Linked DNA regions of Zea mays: region 2 is linked to region 1. Evidence: chromatin contacts called from public Hi-C data. All regions are on one chromosome and are shown on one strand. The core of a region is the stretch at or near the end of the contact, and the rest is flanking DNA. Distances in the headings are between cores, read along the strand shown.

What was found. A called contact is a pair of places that touch in the nucleus more often than the background predicts.
Region 2: a Hi-C map of ear shows a contact between it and region 1, with 2.6 times the contacts expected there. The contact joins the enhancer-like site here to the promoter of LOC100191325 in region 1. A contact is called at or near these places in 2 of 25 Hi-C or Micro-C datasets (ear and tassel).

The regions. Positions count from the first base shown.
Region 1 is chr3:42,477,522-42,483,205 of Zm-B73-REFERENCE-NAM-5.0, forward strand. LOC100191325 reads right to left here and starts at 2,633. Exons shown (of 8, transcript NM_001136759.2): 1 at 2,350-2,633; 2 at 2,139-2,239. The coding sequence starts at 2,374.
Region 2 is chr3:42,800,126-42,805,809 of Zm-B73-REFERENCE-NAM-5.0, forward strand. It overlaps LOC100382343 (DNA gyrase subunit B mitochondrial), which reads right to left. Exons shown (of 21, transcript NM_001175090.1): 18 at 4,302-4,355; 19 at 4,115-4,220; 20 at 3,700-3,830; 21 at 3,213-3,613. The coding sequence ends at 3,545. Among protein-coding and RNA genes, the nearest start is that of LOC100382343, 18 kb to the right of the region's middle. Within about 2 kb of position 2,841, at least 13 of the 20 cell types and tissues checked have an H3K27ac peak or open chromatin away from gene starts, as enhancers often do. A contact at or near this core is called in ear and tassel, where this site is marked.

The DNA.
Region 1 (5,684 bases), core at 1,383-3,882:
GAGTAGGCTATTTTTTTAGAATGTGACATTCCACAACTTTCCAAAGTTTATGCATAAGTCTATCTCAAATTCATGAGTTGAGAGATGGAAATTGATTCTATAGATTTGCATGTTACTTTTCTAATGTACAACTTATAGCATACTCTTCTACTTGCTTCTCTATAACATAAGTGTAGTGAGTGGTTCGAGAAAAATAACATAAGTGTAGTGTATAACTATCTCTCTCATGATTTGGGATACTATACAAATATATTACACATACAAAATATATTAACTTAATTAGTTTGTGTCTAAATTATGATTATTAGAATGGAATTCAATTCCAACGAAACAACGGGGCCTTACTGTTCTGGGAAAGGCATGGTAGAAGATAATTGTGGACTTCAATAAATTAACCCATTGATAGTTATGAATTAAATATCACATGTAACGAATTGACAATGAACTTCACATTCCACAGGTAATTCTATTATGCAGTCATGTTTTTTAAGGCAGCATGGCAAATTGTGGTGACATATCACCCTCACAACCCGTAGGCAATACCTAGGCGTTCATAAGACGAGGCGAGGCGGCGCTTTACCATCCTAAGGAATAGGAAAATAACAGCAGGAAGAAGGAAAGGAAAACGAAAAACAGAAAAGAGCAATGGTCGCCCAGCCCACTAGGCAACCAAAGAATGCCCTCCTGTGCACACCACCCCTTCTCAGGTCATGCCATCACGGAGACATGAATGCACACTCCCCTCTCAAGCAGGTCCAGCACCACCACATCTCCCTTGCGTGCTCTCGTGCGCAGCCTGCCCTCCGCTCCTTCCCTACCTCTTGCTGCAGCTCCTCACTGCTCTGCTCCCTCAGATCGGTCTCTATCGTGGACCCCTTCTAGACCATCCAATGTCGCCGGAGATGACTCAGGCGGCGCCGAATTTGGCATGGCCTTTCTTATTGGTTCCCTAGTGTTTTCCTATGTTCTGTCTCCAGTCCAGTCCCCTTGGATCTCTTACTACCATTGGCTCGCCGGGTACACCTTACTCCCAGCGAGCATCGCCAAAAAAAAAATGGATGCAGTTCAAGCTCCTTTGAAGCTTTTATAATTTCAAATAAATTTCAACAAACAGACATTCATATGGCAAATTGATATAATGATAACGACATGCTACCATTTATGAATTAATTTCTGGAATCATGAATCTAAGACCATCACTGAAACCACATAGTGCACACGTCATGTGCAACATATCATAGTGGAGGAGTCACCTATATAAAGTGATGCTTTTGTGCTACTTACACCCTAATTGTTGTTGGTGAGATAATATCAGCTAAGCTTCTCACACCTTCTGCATACCGTGAATTTTAGTTTGCCAAATTAATTTTCAGAATGCAGACCATGCAAAAGACATATATAGTTTGCCCATGCAGTGCTAGTTAACTAATATACAAGTTCCATGAACTTTAAGAGATGCCGTCAGTTAATTAGATTGTAACACTTATATACAAGCCAAAATGCACAAGGGTACATGTCCTATAGTGTCTTCCGTTTTGGAGATGTGACTGCACATGGATATTCAACTCGGTGGTGACCAACTGATCCCGCACTTTTATTTTCTGTTGACAATAATGGCAGCATTGCCCATCTCTGTAGAACAGATGTCTAAATCCATACATCATTTCTATATCAAACATCTAAAAAATCACTGCCCTGGATCTCACTACCTTATTCCACAGGTCAGCTAAAAACTTTAGTCCATGCAGTCATAACTGGTACCATCCTACAAGCATAAGTCATGTTGTCCCACCAACACCCCTCCACATCTGTAACCTTCAATAATGAAGAGCCAATACTCCCAGTTGCGCAACAAATCCAAAACCTGAAACCCTAAGATATCAATTTAAGCTGCATAAAATAAACTTCACCAACGCAACGTTTCCAACACCACAAAGAAAACTTAGCATCAGTTGAAGACCACAACGGGTACACCTTTACCTACAGCCCCGAAGATTAGATCCCATCGGCCCTCCATACAACCAAAACAAAGCGTCACCAAGAATAAAGCTAAGGGTCGTGTCACAACGAATACACAGATTCGGGAAACCTAATCGCAAGCGCAGCAGACTGAGCAGAACCGGCGAGATTCGGCCCACCTGGTATGAGATGCCGAGGGCGCGGGCGCGCCGCTGCGCGCTGAAGACGACGGACAGGAGGCCGCTCGCGACGACGACCGCCCGCGTCACCGGCGCGTTCTCTGGAACCAAAAGGGGAAACGGCATCAGTGCCGCCTCGATCAGAAAACTGTACAAGCACGAGCTGCTAGAGACGCAAAATTCCAGCGATCTAGGGGCGGTAGCGTCTTACGGAATCCGGAGACGCCGCCCTGCATCTTCAGACGGAGGCCGCTGGTCCGGTCGGGGAGGCGAGGCGGAAGCGAGGTCAGGAGGCGCGGCAGCCTCCCCGGCCGTACGATCAGGTCGCGCGGCAGGGAACGCGAGTGGGGGCTCGGCTGTACTTCCCTTGGGTGATGCAGGCGGCGGGACGGGACGGAGCCCGGTAGGAGACTGCCGGACGAGCGTGGCGAGACGGCCAGACGGGTGTTGTCGTGTTGAGACGGTGGTGGTAGTTGCCTGGTGCCTGGTTGGTTGGGCTGCGCGGTGGATGCTTCGAGGCCTCGTGGGTTATTATTTAGGGAAATTTGGATCTATACCATTAAAAGATCACCACTTTGGATCCATACCATTACTATCTCACTTACATGTGGGTCCACATGAGTCAATGACATGTGTGGTCCATGGTATATATCTAAAGTTTGGATCTTTTAATGGTATAGATCCAATTGTTCCTATTATTTATGGGTTATCATTTATTTATTAGAACATGTCTGACTCTAGGATTTTTTTTCAAGAAATCAAATATAGCATAAAAGATGTATTACATCCGTTCACAAATATATGACATTGTTAATTTTTTCTAAAACATTGACCACTCATTTTATTCAAAATATTTATTTAAAAAGTAAAATTTTAAGTCAAACGTAAACTAAATCAAAAAATAAATAATAACTCATTATTTTTTAAATAAGACGAGTGATCAAAGTTTTTTTAAAAAAAGTCAATGGCGTCATATATTTATAAACGGATGGAGTAGCATCTAAAGAGTATAGTTAAACGGACGGCAAACATCACATAGGTGATATTAGTAAATACCGCTCGCAGAACTCATGGTTTCCAACCATTTTAAAAACAGATAAATTTACTATTATTGGCACCCAAGACAGATATAAGCACGACAAACACCATATTTGTAGATGGATGTTGTCATTACCCTAGGAATGGGTGCCCTCTGCTACTATGTCAAGTCAAGAACCCATATGGTTAGCCCTAACTGCGTGCTAAGGGACTGAGCAGGTCAACCCCCTCAAGCTTAATTCCGCCTAATCAAGCCACATGTCCCAGATAAAGTACTGTCGGCGTTTCGAGACCGGGGGTCCCTGGGCCGACGAGTGAAATGTCGCCGCGTGCCCCAGCCCAGATGGGTCGGCGCGAGGCCGAGCGCGAAGGGGGAGAAAGGTGGCCGGAGACGGTCGTGAAAGAGGTGGAAATCCTGCGGCCTTCGTGTTCGTCCCGCGCCCAGGTCAGGTGCGCTTGTAGTAGGGGGTTACAAGCGTCCACGCAGGAGAGGGAGCGAGCGGCCTCACGCGAGCGCCTGTCTCGTCCTCGTCCCCGCGCGGCCAACCCTCTGTAAGAGGGCCCTGGTCCTTCCTTTTATAGGCGTAAGGAGAGGATCCAGGTGTACAATGGGGGTGTAGCAGAGTGCTACGTGTCTAGCGGAGGAGAGCTAGCGCCCTAAGTACATGCCGTCGTGGCAACCGGAGAGGTTGTGGCACCCGGTTCGTGTGGTGTCGTGGCCGTCGGAAGAGCGCTGGAGCCTGGCGGAAGGACAGCTGTCGGGGCTGTCGTGTCCTTGCTGACGTCCTCTTGCTTCCGTAAGGGGGCTGAGAGCCGCCGTCGTCATAGAGCGTGCGGGGCGCCATCATTGCCTATCTGGCGGAGCGAGCCAGATGGGACGCCGGTCTTGTTCCCTGTAGCCTGAGTCAGCTTGGGGTAGGGTAATGATGGCGCCTCCCGTTGACGTGGTCGGCCCGCGCCCTAGGTTGGGCGATGTGGAGGCTCCTCCGAGGTCGAGGTCGAGTCTGTCTTCCGTGGCCGTGGTCGAGTCTGAGCCCCTGGGTCGGGCAAGGCGGAGACCGTCGGTTGAGGCCAGGGCTAAGTCCAAGCCCTGGGGTCGGGCGAAGCGGAGTTCGTCGTCTTCTGGGGCTGAGCTCAAGTCCGAGCCCTGGGTCGGGCGGAGCGGAGTTCGCCGTCTTCAGGGGCTGAGCCCGAGTCCGAGCCCTGGGTCGGGCGGAGCGGAGTTCGCCGTCTTCCGGGGCTTAGCCCGAGTCCGAGCCCTGGGTCGGGCGGAGCGGAGTTCGCCGTCTTCAGGGGCTGAGCCCGAGTCCGAGCCCTGGGTCGGGCGGAGTGGAGTTCGCCGTCTTCCGGGGCTTAGCCCGAGTCCGAGCCCTGGGTCGGGCGGAGCGGAGCTTCCTATGGCGCCTGGGGCCGGGCCTGACTGCCTGTCAGCCTCACTCTGTCTAGTGGCACTACAGCCGGTGCGGCGCAGGCAGCGCTGTCCTTCTGTCAGGTCGGTCAGTGGAGCGGCGAAGTGACTGCGGTCACTTCGGCTCTGTTGACTGAAGGGCGCGTGTCAGGATAAATGTGTCAGGCCACCTTCGCATTAAATGCTCCTGCGATCTGGTCGGTTGGCGCAACGATTTGGTCAGGGTTGCTTCTTGGCGAAGACAGGGCCTCGGGCGAGCCGGAGATATGTTCGTCGCTGGAGAGGGGCCTCGGGCGAGACGGAGATCCTCCGGGGTCGGCTGCCCTTGTCCGAGGCTAGGCTCGGGCGAGGCGTGATCGAGTCCCTTGAATGGACCGATCCCTGACTTAATCGCACCCATCAGGCCTTTGCAGCTTTGTGCTGATGGGGGTTACCAGCCGAGAATTAGGAGCCTTGAGGGTACCCCTAATTATGGTCCCCGACAGTAGCCCCCGAGCCTCGAAGGGAGTGTTAGCACTCGCTTGGAGGCTTTTGTCGCACTTTTTTGCAAGGGGACTAGCCTTTCTCGGTTGCGTTTTGTTCCGGTGGGTGCGCGCGAGCGCACCCGCCGGGTGTAGCCCCCGAGGCCTCGGAGGAGTGGTTTGACTCCTCCGAGGTCTTAATGCCTCGCGTAATGCTTCGGCTGGTCTGGTCGTTCCCTCATGCGAGCTGGCCGTAGCCCGGGTGCACGGTCGGGTTCCAAGTTCTCGGGCTGGTATGTTGATGCTGTCAACGGTTTGGCCGGAGCCGGGTTTGCGAGAGCAGCCCCCGAGCCTCTGCACAGGGCGAGAGGACGATCAGGGACAAACTCGACTTTTTTACATACGCCCCTGCGTCGCCTTCCGCAAGGAGGAGGGGGGAAAGCGCCATGTTGCCCTCGGTGGGCGCCGAACATGGTGTCTCCGGTGAGCTGCTGGCGGGTAATCCGAGCGGACGTCCGTGCCCCATTTGCTAGGGGTCGGCTAGAGGCCCAGAGGCGCGCCCAAAAGTACCTGCGGGTGATCTGCCGGACCCGGTCCCCTGTCGACGGGGTCCGAGGGCTCGATGCCTCCCTCTGATGG
Region 2 (5,684 bases), core at 1,591-4,090, 320 kb after region 1:
GTAGGTTTGCAAGAACCGAACCTCGGTAAAACAAATCTCCGTGTCTCACTTGCTTATTCGCTTGGGATTTGTTTTGCGCCCTCTCTCGCGGACTCGTTTCTTTATTACTAACGCTAACCCGGCTTGTAGTTGTGTTTATATTTGTAAATTTCAGTTTCGCCCTATTCACCCCCCCTCTAGGCGACTTTCAGTCTAAAGCTCCTATATATGAAGAACCTTGGTTGTTACAGTTGCACTGTTTGGTCTAATGATCCTCATCAGACTGGTCCAACACAACCTATTATTCTCTAATCTGTTTTGTAGACCATTGGACTCAACAACATTGGTTTGATAACCTTGTTCATAGGGTTCGACGATCATGCCTTCATTGGTATTTCACATGTAGACGTCAAACTAATTCCATTTGTCTAATGACCCTATTTATTTGGGTCTGACTCCTCTAAAACTTTCCAAACACTTCCAATTTAAAAAACTTTATGAATGAGATTGTTCCAAACAACTTATAGGCCTCCTCTGAGCTACCTAGATCTAAATCGATTAATGTGCGTCACAAGCTTTCGTAGACGTGGGAAGGGCCCTACATCATGGTGGAGGTACTTTGACCAGTCACGTATAAGCTACAAACGATCGACAAATAAGTCTTCTCCAATGCATGGAACATCGAGCATCTACGTCATTTCTATCCTTATAGATGTTAAAGTTGTGTTTGTTGCTAAGATGTTGACTTTTTGATTGCATAAAAGTTTAATTTTTGTCACTCTGGCTCGCCTTAAGTGACGACTAGCCCCATTGCCCACCTTGGTGCGCCCAAAAACTGCACTCTTCTAACACCGCAGGTCATCTGAAGCAGGCCCAGACATCTCCTTTGGAGGCGAAGCAATCACTTTATGAGGCCAACCATGTCTCACTGAACCCCTTACCCACATGGGTCTAGGAGACGAGCGGATCCACCTTACGATTTTGTCTCGCTTGACCCTCGATCCCTAAGGGTCTCAAGAAAAGCGACTTATCCTCAAGTCTCTGCTTCACCTAACCCTGACCCACAAGAATCTCGAGGCTAGGAAACCTTAACCTAGAGTTCCGCCTTGCCTAGAGGTCAAATACTTTGCCCGACCGCGTGGGTCTAAAATTTGTTAGTTTGTACCATCTCGAGCACTATAGACATGGGAACATATGAGTCAGACTCTAACATGGGTGTGTGGCCTAAATGACGTTGGTATGTTAGAATACAGTCGTCACATGTCATGGCATGACGCCAAACACATGTTCAATCACCCCATCACAGATAAGTCAACAAAGTACGACAAATAAACCACTACAGGACAAGATGGTGCATAACGACATGGTTTAGGATAACGATGGCATCTCTATAGTACCTTGACAGAAGAAGGCTCATCCATGGAGTTCTTCGGCCGGCGAGAACCCTAGAGGAAAAGAAGCTACATAATAGGGTCTGGCCCCTAATCATTCCGTCTGACCCCTCGGACTTATCTAATAGATCCTTCTCTAACCTTGGCCTATGAAAGGAAGGGAAGGATCATGATATGAGGACGTGCAACCACTTGTAGACATAGCCAACAAGTCAACACATCACACTTGTAATCGCATAGAGAACTTGTCACCTCGCTCGCACACTCACTAGAGACTTGGGAGCTCTTCCCTCTCTCGCCTATTTGTAACCCCCTACTACAAACTAAGTGCAAGGTAACACAAGTTACTCAACTAGACGCATGGACATTCAGTCGTCCGAACTAATATAAAATCTTTGTGTCCACTTTGCACATCATCCACACCAAGACACACAAACCACTAGAATAACTATCTTGTGGTTACGAAACACCGACAATATTTCACTAAGAAGTGCTCAACTAGAGCCCAATCACTTATACATGGGGATGTGGTTCCCTATGGTTCAGGCCTTGACCCATGCTTTGAGGTCCAACCCACATAATCATTCCCTTACACGGGCCCATCCACCATAGGTTGGTTCATCCATACCGACCAAGGGAACCGACGAGTATTTTTTTTAATCTCAGCCTAAAATTCACTCCCACGGGAAATCGAACATAGAACTTGAGGATTGCTACTCAGACCAACTAACCAACTCAGCTAGAGGTTATCACGATTCAATATCGGATGTCCTTCTATGGAGCCACGACGCAACTGTTTAGTGTATGCTCTGTCCAGTAGCATATATTTCATCATCATCATCGGAATGGTCCAAGGAATCCTCACTTGATTCAGGGTCTATTTGGTTTAGTTGTAGATTCCTGCAAATCTGATTCTAGTTGTGAACTACAAAAAAAGGTGTTGCGAGCTAATGGTTTTGCGATTCCTGAATAATCTTATTCTAACTCTGAACTGTGAAAAAAATTATTGTGGTCTTACAGTTGGAAAAACTAAAATATGTTTGGCTAAACAGCTGACAACTAAATAGATAGCATGAACCTAGAAAGTATGGGGTAGAAGTTAATTCTAAACTGAACCGGAGAAATATGTAGATTTCCAGGAATCTATTCTGTTGTAGACGTTTGGTTGAGATTCCATATTTTTTACAGCAAATTTGTTTTAGAAAGGTGAACTAAACACATCCAAAAACTTCGGAAATTCACGATAGAGGACCACCTTAGGATAAGGGAAAAATTATAAGGGGATGCCACCGAAAAACCTACCTGACTTGGCCCTGGTCGGTTGTACTGTACTCTTCCCCGGCGTTGGAATCCCAGCGTAGCCGGCTGCAGTACCTCAGTAGCTGACGAAAGGGCTATGGGCAGGCGGGTAAATGTCAGCACCGATGACAAATGCAGAGAAGTGCCTCGCGGCTGGCCAATGGCAGGGCGCCAGTGCCTCGTTCTATAGCTCTGGCCTAGTCCAGTTAACGCGTCGAGCGTGCGAGACAACAGACGGCGCAAGCGACAACGAAACTGGATCTGTTACGTGCCCCATTGAAATATGCAGAGTGGCTTCAATTATGAAGAGTCCGTTGGAATGTTATTATGAAGAGCTATCTATTTCAACGATCCACTAAATATTGAGTTTGGAGATTTAGTTTACAAAATCTCTTAGATATTGCTCTCTAAACCTGGTACCTATAAACCAAACCAGATATTGCTCACATGTCAACTGGGTTCAAACCGTCCAATTTAAACATCAGACGAATCCATAGCTCATACAGATACTTAACTGCCAGATTAAGAAAGGAGACACGGAATCATGAAGCAAATATTAGGCGATAGATATAAAAGCATATTACACCGTATCGGAGGAACGATGTCAGCAGGGAACTACACCCGTGAGCTCTGAACTGTCAAGCTGAAATGGTTATAGCACCGCCACAAATGAATCAGAGTTTTCGTTAGGAAACCCAGCTCTCATCCTGGATCCAATGTTTGTACCCTACGTTTTCTGCTACTCTAGCACCAAAAAGATGTTGCCAAGGTATCATCAAGTCTGCAACGCTAGAATCCTGTTGGAGTGGCAAGAAAAGCAGCAGGTGGCGGACCTTCTATATCATACACAGAAAGGACAGCCTTACTTAATGCCTTCAAATGTCAAGTTGATCTATGTTGATCATGCTAGCAGCTTTCTGGATCAGTTCCTTCCTATATTCAACCTGGAAAGATACAATATGGAGATTTTTAGTAACATGGAGAATAAAACATTAGCTTCTAAGTGTTTTTAGGAATCTTGGTTGCTTACCCGGGTGCCCATAAGTGACGAGAACACAACATTGGCCTCGGCAGCATCTTCAACCCTAAGCTGCTTCAACAGCCGCCTCTCAGGATCCATCGTTGTTTCCCATAATTGTGCAGGCATCATCTCACCCAAACCTGTTGCAACACCAGAAAAGCAAATAGAAGATAACGACAAAGGAAACATAAGAACCACTGAATATGTAAAGACTTGAAACCGACATAAGACGGTATAGTCATCCAGTCAGGGTGAGTGGAGACAAATAATCTGTCGGTTGGAGGTGGGGAGGATGGGTGCCAGTTTGAGGGGTTTGTCAAGATGAAATAGAAGGCAATTAAAAATGTGCACTGAAGTAAGAAAAATGTTTTTTTATGTGCCAGGATATTTTCTTAGAAGCTCATTGTTCAATAGTTAAATGTACCTTTAAACCTCTGGATATGATATGATGCATTTGCAGGGAAGGTGTTAACTATCTCTTTGAGGTCGGCATCATCATAGCAGTAATGTGCTAGTTTTCCACGCTCAACCTAACACCACAACATACACAACTTTTAACAATTAAGATCAATTCGTCTTCAAGACTACTAAACTTGAAGCCACAATCAAACCTTGTAAAGAGGAGGTACACCAACGTAGATGCAACCTTCATCAAATAATGCTCTCTGCAGATCGTAAGGAAATAAAAAACTTCATTTAATATTTTAAAATAGATATGTATGAAATTTGAAATAAAAAACTTCATTTAATATTTTAAAATATATATGTATGAAATTTGATGCTAATCTCTTCTTATGTTATGAAGCACATTATTATAAATAAGAATATTTTTTTGTATAAATTGTTTTATACATTATTTGCTCCCTACTACCAAAAAGGTGAAAAAATATCTGTATCCAATATGTATCCGAAATTTATATCTATTATTTGAGAAGACATGATATATTTGAGCGTGGAATATAGATTTGCATAGCAGATTCTATATTTTATTAATTCAAAATCAAAGAAAAAAGACCAAAAAACGGATATCCGAATAAGTATCCGTTTGCACCCCTAATTGTTACCAACAACGATGGAGTGACAAAAAAGTGGGCAACTTCAAGTTACAGCTCGAGTTAGCTAGAGAAGTGATGCTGCAGCTAGAATCAGCAAGGGATGGTAGACCTCTCTCTGATCTCGAACGCTGGCTGCTACAGCAATTAAAGAAACATTGCTTGTTCCTTGCTTCCCTGCTCAGGACGGTGGCTAGGACCAGATCTCGGCTGTCTTGGCTCAAGGACGGCGACGCCAACACCAAGTTATTTCATGCTTGCTCAAGATTTCGCAAGAGGAAGAACTTTATTACTGCAATTCGGGATGGAGATCAGCTGTTCACCTCCCATGATGGGAAGGCTGAGGTTTTCTGGGATTTCTATATGAATCTAATTGGAAGTGAAGTGCACAGAAACCAAACTATCAACCTTGATGCCTTGGGACTGCAGCAACATGACCTTCAGGCTCTTGAGTTTTTAATTACTGAGGAGGAGATCTTGAACACTATCAAGCAGCTCCCCGCGGACAAGGCTCCTGGCCCCGATGGGTTCACCGGGCAGTTTTATAAAAGCTGCTGGCCTATTATAAAAAATGACATTATGGCAGCTGTTTCAACTATTTGGGGGAGAGATTTCAGGAATTTCAGATTCCTTAACACAGCTTTCATTACGCTGCTTCCAAAACATAATGATGCTATTGCTGCCAAGGATTTCAGACCCATTAGTTTGATCCACAGTTTTGCCAAGTTGGTGACTAAGGTTCTTGCAAATAGGTTGAGGTGTCATATGGAAGGGCTGATCTCTAAAGCACAAAGCGCCTTCATCAAAGGTCGCTTCATACAAGACAATTTTATGCTTGTCCAGCAGACGGCAAGATTTCTCCATGCTAAAAATCAGCCCAGAATTCTTTTGAAGCTGGACATTTCCAAGGCCTTCGACTCGGTCTCTTGGCCTTTCCTTCTT